3 separate regions of the Cydia pomonella genome follow, and all the other regions are linked to region 2. A link is a contact called in public Hi-C data. All regions are on one chromosome and are shown on one strand. Each heading gives the region's core, a stretch centred on a gene start, on an enhancer-like site or on the middle of the called end of the contact. The rest is flanking DNA. Distances are from core to core; before and after follow the strand shown.

Region 1 (2,717 bases), core at 56-2,555, 210 kb before region 2:
TTTTCCGCGTATTTGAAATAAAAATTAAAGTGGTTGACTCGGGTGAAAGGCACCATTTCAGTCTGAAACTCTCGCGCCATACAACCGTGACAGAAATGGTTGCCTTTTATCTCTTGTTTCACAATCTACTATACGTAGTCTTATGCGCTATTGATAAACACTGTATGTACCATAATAAACCATCTGATAAAAATACGTGTGAACTGGTTGCACCTTTCTATCACCCCCGAAATAGCTCATAATAAGTCACAAACGATAACATCTCTGTCGCTCAATCGCCCATATATCGACACCACCAATATAGGGGCCAATAGTTAATAGCCCCCATTTTATTTAGTTTTCTGAGCAATATCAATAATACCAACTATAATAGGATCTATTAAGAGATGATTAAGCGACGACGTTCCACTTGTGAATAGTGATATTTTTGTTTGAATATGTGCGAAGCGCGTTAACGCGTGTGTATGTGCCGGGTTGGCAATTGTCAAAGGTTTGTTTCTGTTTATAGATGGCGCCAGCATAGGTTTTGTCTGTCTCCATTCTTGTTTTATGAGATTTTGATTTAAGGGCGATTATCCAGACCATAAAATAAAATAAAAAGATTTTGACTTATGCCAGGGGTTGGCATTGGGGAACGAAGTGTTGATCCCGCTCGCCGTGGCAAAAATGTGAACTTACTTAGATGGAATTTTGGATGGAGACCTAATCTATAAAAGTATGTACATACAGTACATTTGAGAAAACATTACATGGGTAACACGAAGCAACTGATTATATTTCATAAAAATAATATGCATATAGGTAAAAAACTTAAGTAAGTCACCTGTTGTATATAGTTGTGACGTGTTCGAATGTCTATTCGAACTACTACTACTTACACTACTATATACTAAACTTAGGCCTTTGTCTACAGTTATCTACCATCTACGTATACAACTAATAAAGTGGTTTACAGACCATATACATATTTGATTTTATTACGTTTTAGGATTCATCCTTTTAAAATTAAATGTTTTTGTTGTTTCTAGGACTACAGGGTTCCATTGTGTAGAATGTAGACTACATTACGTAAGTGATTATTTGATGTTCAGTAACTTCAGTCACACTTACCGCCTAACATTCCTTCACCAAGTTTGAAAACAAGCGTCATTCATTACTCATGTTTGCATAACCGACTTTAAACAGAGCGGACTAACCATTCCGATGCTCCTTTGTTAATACTGGCCGCTAATAACCCCTTATCAAAACCAAACAGCATTAACTGACTTGGAAAGACTCTTCCAAATTAAACCTTAAGATAACTAAGGTACAAAATTTAAAATTGGAATGTCATCTTGTTTACGGTTGACGCATTATAATCATTGTAAATCATGAACTGCTAATGTGGTTAGCTCTTTAACCGTTTTAGCACGGCCGCTCGCCCCGCGCGCGGCCGCTGACTGGCAACGTCGCTCGCTCTAGCGACGTTGCCGGCCTTCTAGACACCGCTCTCGGCCCCCGCCAGCAGTCTCGCTAGAGCGCTATCCACTGTTCAACGTCATTATCGAACGCAATGGATTCCAATTCGGATTCCGGCGATACGTTCTTTAAACTGGAGCCAGATTCAGATAATGAGAGTTACACGAACTCGAAGGTGGAACCACGTTTGCAATGGAGTTCTGAGAACACTGTGAAGTTGATTGACACTATGGAAAGGGATTGTAAGGAGTTGTGGGACACAAGGCACCCTATGAATAAGGATAGAGCGGCGCGGCAGGCGAAGCTGCAGTACTTAGCGCTTATGTTCGGGACGACGGTCGAGGAGATAAGTAGGAAGATACACAACTTGAGGACGCAGTTTAACAACGAATTGCGGAAGATTAAGCGGCGGCAGTGCGGCGAGGAGCGCGGGGCGGCGGCGAGTGGGTGGGAGTACTTCGATGCCCTTTGCTTTTTGCGCTTGCCCCCCAACCCCCTCGATGTGGACGGAGTCAATCTAGCGGTATGTTTGTTGCTCTTTTGTTTTGACGGCGTATGAACTTTGAGTTTTAGCAAAGTTATTTCGAGCAAAGGTTAAATTAGCTATTATAACTTCAATTACTTGGTACCCCACAAAGATTATTGCTTGCCTAATACTGTTTGTTTTGATTTAAGTGCAGTAAAATCATAAATCTGAGAAGTTACATACATATGTAATTAAGTGTAAAGTTACAAATGTAGATAACTAGACTGACTAGGTGCTATTTTACAAATAGGAATTATGATAAATTTCACTTGATCACAGGTAATCAATTATTCTTAGAGATTAAGTGAAAATATTAAGCCATTTATAAAATTTCATTTAAATTAAAAATAATTACAAGCACTCTAATACCTTGCAAGCATCTCCGCTCGACAAAATAAATTTCCATTTATCTCCGACACTCGACCGTAACCAAATTAAAGAGGGTAATATTAAACACTCCAAGCTAAACTCAACCTTAACTCCATCACATAAAGTTCAAATCCATTGAAAAGTGGAGTGTAAACAAACCACTTGGCGATCCGGTTAGTGTTGTCACCCGTTGACATTTATAGCCTTGTAATAAGGACTGTTTATGGACAAATTGAATCTTTTGTACATTCCCTTTGCTTTGAGCCGATTAATAAATCAGACAGCGATATAAAACAGTAGCCAGTACGTATTTTCGTGTCAGTTTTTGGGCTGTAAGTTTTCCTCTAGCGTCGTGAGACTTGTG
Region 2 (2,700 bases), core at 184-2,683:
GTTTTACCTCAAATTGAAGGATTTTGGAGCAGGCTATCTGGAAACGAAGAAATTCAAAGTGTTGCTCTTGAACCCCTTTATCCGACACATGGTGATGGTCCATAAAGCTCTAAATAAATAAATAAATAATTAATAAATATTATAGGACATTATTACACAAATTGACTAAGTCCCACAGTAAGCTCAATAAGGCTTGTGTTGAGGGTACTTAGACAACGATATATATAATATATAGATATTTATAAATACTTAAATACATAGAAAACACCCATGACTCAGGAACAAATATCCATGCTCATCACACGAATAAATGCCCTTACCAGGATTTGAACCCGGGACCATCGGCTTCGTAGGCAGGGTCTCTACCCACTAGGCCAGACCGGTCGTCAAAATTGATGGGGCAATTACACAAAAAATACCGACGGGTCAAAGAGCAAGGGCCCCGAAATAATAAGATAAGAATATAAGTGTGATCTAACGATATAAAGATAGTTTATTTCAAGTAGGTTGTAATATTACAATGCGCTTATGAACATCAAATAAAGTTACGCCGGCTCTAACCCTACACTCTGACTGGAGAAGATTTAAATCCCTCCTACGATGTAAGAGGGTATCCCAATATGGGACCGACAAGAAACTCGGCAGGACACATCTTTTCAAAACATTATTACAGCTTATAACATGCATTAAATAAAAAAATACAATTTAGATGAATAAGGAATTTTTAAAAAGGTGATACTTAGTCGATGCGTAGAAATCGTTTGCTTATCGTTGTCGAGGTCTGACACAATAAAGCGACAATCTTGCCGACCAACGCAGATTCTGCGTGCTGATTTGCGTGTAGAGTGTAGGCTGCCTTCTACTTTCTACAGAAACCGGCGGGATTAAGTAATTTTACGGTCCACATCTAGAATTCTATCACGTTTGTATTTACTAAAAATCAACATAATTGTTTATTTCAATTCACCTCTAGTCCTCTATGTAGTTTATCGAATATGGATCAAGACTGTCAAGTAGATCTAAGTTCACTGTCTTTGAAAAAAACGAAAGCCACGCTCATGACAAGTAAGCCCATATTAATGCAAAAGCATGTATGTAACAAGCCTATACGTAATAAAAAATAAAGAAATAATTTCATTTGTAATAAGAATAAGTAGTATAAGTAAATACATTATGATTTTATGGATATTTTCAGCAGTTCTCGTCAACCTCGCCACGACAACTAATAATAAATAAAACACAATACATATTCGCGTCTTTTGTGCCGTGCCGTGTCGCAAGCTGTTTATTTATCGCTCGTATCTCCGCCGAGCTGACAACAATGCCCTCAATGTGCGGCCCGCATCCGGACCCCTCGCTATAATCCAAAATGTCCGTTTATTTTTCTACATGAGCAGCGTACAAAAAACAAAGTTGAATATCGAATTAGAGAGAGAGGCAAACACGCAACTGCCGAGCCACGTCGGGCGGGGCACTGCGTAGCGTATTCTGATTGGTCGCCTCGGCTTCTCGCCCGCCGCCCGTGTAGAGCGGCCAATCAGGCGTGCGTTTGTATCTCCCTTCCCGCACCCCGCAGCCACGAAACGACGACGGCTCACGAATACCGACCCGATTCGACACGACTGTGAGTGCCTTAGTTACTTCACACGCGTTCTGATAGCCGGTCGCTTTCGCTGACGTTTTCAGTGAAATTTAAATAAGCTGGACCACTTTCGCGACTGAATCTCTGTCATCTTAAAACGACGTAGTCAATTCGTTCGTCATCGGAGCTGTGTTGTGCCGCCACTAAACAGGTATAATTTAAAACAAACTCGTCACTTTGTTCCTAATGTCATACTAAACCTAATACTTTTTACAGAATTAAAATATCTCTACAAAATTCCGTGATAAACGAGTAATTTCGCGCCGGATGATCGAACGTAAAAGCGGTGTCCTCGTAATCAACGTAGGCCGTTCGGCGCGGCAACGTCGCGCGTAAATAATAGGGTAGCGCCGTGTTTCTCTCGCAGCCGGCGCGGGCTGGCAACGCCGCGTGGCTCCGCGGGAAGCGCCCGGCGCATTCACCGACAACCGAATATACCTACCTAGCCGCGACCGCGCGCAATCACAACTGCTTTCCTTTTGCAAATTATAACTTGTACTAAGATTTAAGCTCATTAAGAATATATCTTTGACGGTTTGTTTATCACCTAGGATCTTATCTTTATATACCTATTAGTCTTATTATAATACACCCTTATTTACATATTAATTATGTGTTATATACAACTATCTTGTATAAAAATGAAAAGTTATAATCACGGTAATACTAATTATAATATGTTAACAGCACCTATAAAACTTTATAGTATTATAAACTGAAAATAAGGCACGATGTTGATGAAAATAAAACTTGTTTACAGTATCGAGCGGTTGTTTGGAGACCGGTGGCGCGCTCTGTCGGTGCGGCGAGGAGTGACGCAAGCGGGACGCGCGGGGCGAGGACCGCCTCCCCCTACTTCAGTTTCTGCCGAGAGATCATACGAGGAGGCCGCGTCGTGCGACTTCAAAATCAAGGGACGTTCGCGCGGCAAGTTTAAACTGTGACAGTGTGTGTTGACAAGAACAGTGTACTGGATTGCGGTGCCTAACCATTTGGATGCAGTGATCGGATCACACTAACTGGATTGCAGTGTTTCTCTTGGATCTGTTGTACAAATT
Region 3 (2,700 bases), core at 165-2,664, 130 kb before region 2:
AGGAGGCCCATTGACATAACGCGTTATGGGGCACTCCTCGATAATGTGCTGGATTGTTTGGGCAGCCTCTCCATAATTGCAGGCCGGGGATTCCACCCATCCACACCGTTGTTTGTAATGAGCACAGCGGCCGTGGCCAGTGCGAAGTCTGTTTAAGTTACACCAGTGCCGTCTTGGGAGGTCAGACCCTTTAATAATGGTACCTGGAAAGATCCCAGTTATAGTGATGAAGAGGTAAGTAATAAAATATCCTTATATTTATTATTTTTTACATTAACAGTAGGTTTTTATGTTGATTACGACTTTTAAAGGAAACTAACATTAGCACTCATCAATAAGTAGTCATGAATTTGAACAAGTGGAAAAGTAAAAACCCCGGCAAGTGCGAGTCGGACTCGCGCACGAAGGGTTCCGTACCATTATTTCTAAAAACAGAAAACAAAATGTTTGTTGTATGGGAGCCCCCCTTTAATATTTATTTTATTCTGTTTTTAGTACTTATTTGTTGTTCTAGCGGCAACAGAAATACATCTTCTGTGAAAATTTCAACTGTCTAGCTAGCACGGTTCATGAGATACAGCCTGGTGACAGACGGACGGACAGCGAAGTCTTAGTAATAGGGTCCCGTTTGACCCTTTAGGTACGGAACCCTAAAAATTAAATACCCTATACGGATACTATACGGAACCCTAAAGAACTAGTTCGCGAAATCCAACTTTCCGCACGCTAAACAGCTACGTAAAGTAGCACTTTTTGAACAACTGTATTTAAAAAGTAATTATCTGTGTCTGATCGTTTTGATTTTTGCGTCTATTGATGCTAATTAAGTATGCTGGGCAATGTTAGCGGTGCATTTTTTGACCGTTTTCAGCGCTGTTTGAAATGACCTAGTTCTTATAAAAATCAGAATATCAAAAAAAGCAAAACGTACAAAGGTAATGATAATATTGAAATAATATAAAAAATATAAGTAATATAAAATTAAAAAACTTCTAGGGCCAAATTCCAGAGAACAAAATGACAATTAAGAACGTGTGTATGGAAAAATAACAAATGTCTGGACTGGCCTTATGTGTTTTACGGTCATATTTGTTTTTGTCCAGGCTTTTTTTGCCATTTTCCACAATGTCCGTCTACTGTATCCTATACTAATCATGGCCTACCAGATATTGAAATATTTCGGCCTTTACATATAAGTAAATAAAATACTTAATATGTAATACTTTTACACAGTTATACAGTATCAATAAATACATTCCATCAAGTTTTGTACATTTTATGATGTTAATATTTTTATCTCAATTTATTACCTATGTAAAATCGGACCTGACCGAAGTCAAACTTAAATACGTAAGTAAATACTTATTCTGAATTTTTACCTAATCTGTTATTACCTTATTACTTAGTGTCACCCTGACGTTGTGACGTTGTCACAAGTATTTATTATTAGGTATCACACGGTGTTGTCTGAACGTTTAGATGAGCCTTTCCTACAATGATAAAAAGATGTAAACGTGTTCAATAACATACAATACCTACGACGAATTCAGAACCCGCTATCCGACGGATAAGGTCACCGTTCGTACGGCGTAGGTAATAATAATCCTCGCCCCTCGCAGCTGTCTGCGAACGATCCCCCGTCTCTCTCACTCGCATAGTACGAGAGAGGGACCGCGGCGTCCACCCGACCGCGCGCCCGTCGGCCGGATGACGACGCCGCCAGTTGGTCCCCGCACCATGTCCGGGTCGCACGCGCGCCGTTCGGAACGCGTCATGCCCAACGAAAAAAACATTCTCTCAGAATTTCTAAAATTATACAAAACATTCCCATGCCTTTGGGACCAAAAGCATATGCACTATGCTAATAGAGAAGCACGCGACAATGCGTACGAAGAGCTCTTAGATAAGTATAAATTGTACCACGAAAATGGCACGGTGGTTGACGTTAAGAAGAAAATTGAATATATGCGGTGTGCATACCGACGCGAGCGTAAAAAGGTATATTCATAATTATATGAACCCATTTTATTATGCGTTATTGCGTATTACTTGAACGTAGTAGGTACCTATGATAAAATAAAGTTTCATTAATGTGAGGGCTTCTTTTTTTGTTCTTGCTTAGCCAGAAATTAACTAAAATCGCAGGCCATTTGTTGCAACGTTTGTGGAAGCCTTAACTTAGCTTTGTGTACCTCTGAGGCTGCAGACTGGCCGACAAATTAAGGCCGTTCATACATTTGGTCGAGCGCTGTGTACGAAAGTATGAATGGCCTTGATTTTGACTTGCTGCTCGCCAGTCTCGCCGCGCCGCGCACCGCTTGCTTCCAGGCGCGGCCTGACACGTAAAATAACTGATTATTATTCAAATTTCAGGTGCTTATGAGTAGATTTCGTGGAGGCCATTACAAACCACATCTCTGGTACTACAACCTTCTGACATTCCTGAACGAAGATCAGGAGCAAGACGAAGACAATGAACAACCGGAGTTGAAAAATGAATCTACATACGATGATAGTTATCAGGTAACTAAATAACTAACCTTTTTTATGAATACCTATTATATAGTATAGGTATATCAAATTATTGCAATATTCCTTTATAAAATGAGATACATTATTATATAACATTTGTATATCCATGTTTTAATTATTTTTACGAAAATGATTCGTTTGTGATATCCCTGAAAGCTCTGAAATGGG

Evidence for each region. Hi-C and Micro-C count contacts between places; a contact is called where the count stands out from the background.
Region 1: a Hi-C map of whole body shows a contact between it and region 2, with 2.0 times the contacts expected there. The contact joins the promoter of LOC133521237 here to the promoter of LOC133521239 in region 2. A contact is called at or near these places in 2 of 2 Hi-C or Micro-C datasets (both in whole body).
Region 3: a contact with region 2 is called in a Hi-C map of whole body, with 5 times the contacts expected there. The contact joins the promoter of LOC133521238 here to the promoter of LOC133521239 in region 2. A contact is called at or near these places in 2 of 2 Hi-C or Micro-C datasets (both in whole body).

What each region holds. Positions count from the first base shown.
Region 1 is chr9:7,124,468-7,127,184 of ilCydPomo1, forward strand. LOC133521237 reads left to right here and starts at 1,306. Exons shown (of 4, transcript XR_009799876.1): 1 at 1,306-1,981.
Region 2 is chr9:7,329,920-7,332,619 of ilCydPomo1, forward strand. LOC133521239 (polycomb group protein Pc) reads left to right here and starts at 1,434. Exons shown (of 3, transcript XM_061856085.1): 1 at 1,434-1,793; 2 at 2,403-2,700.
Region 3 is chr9:7,199,241-7,201,940 of ilCydPomo1, forward strand. LOC133521238 reads left to right here and starts at 1,415. Exons shown (of 3, transcript XM_061856084.1): 1 at 1,415-1,998; 2 at 2,374-2,523. The coding sequence starts at 1,708.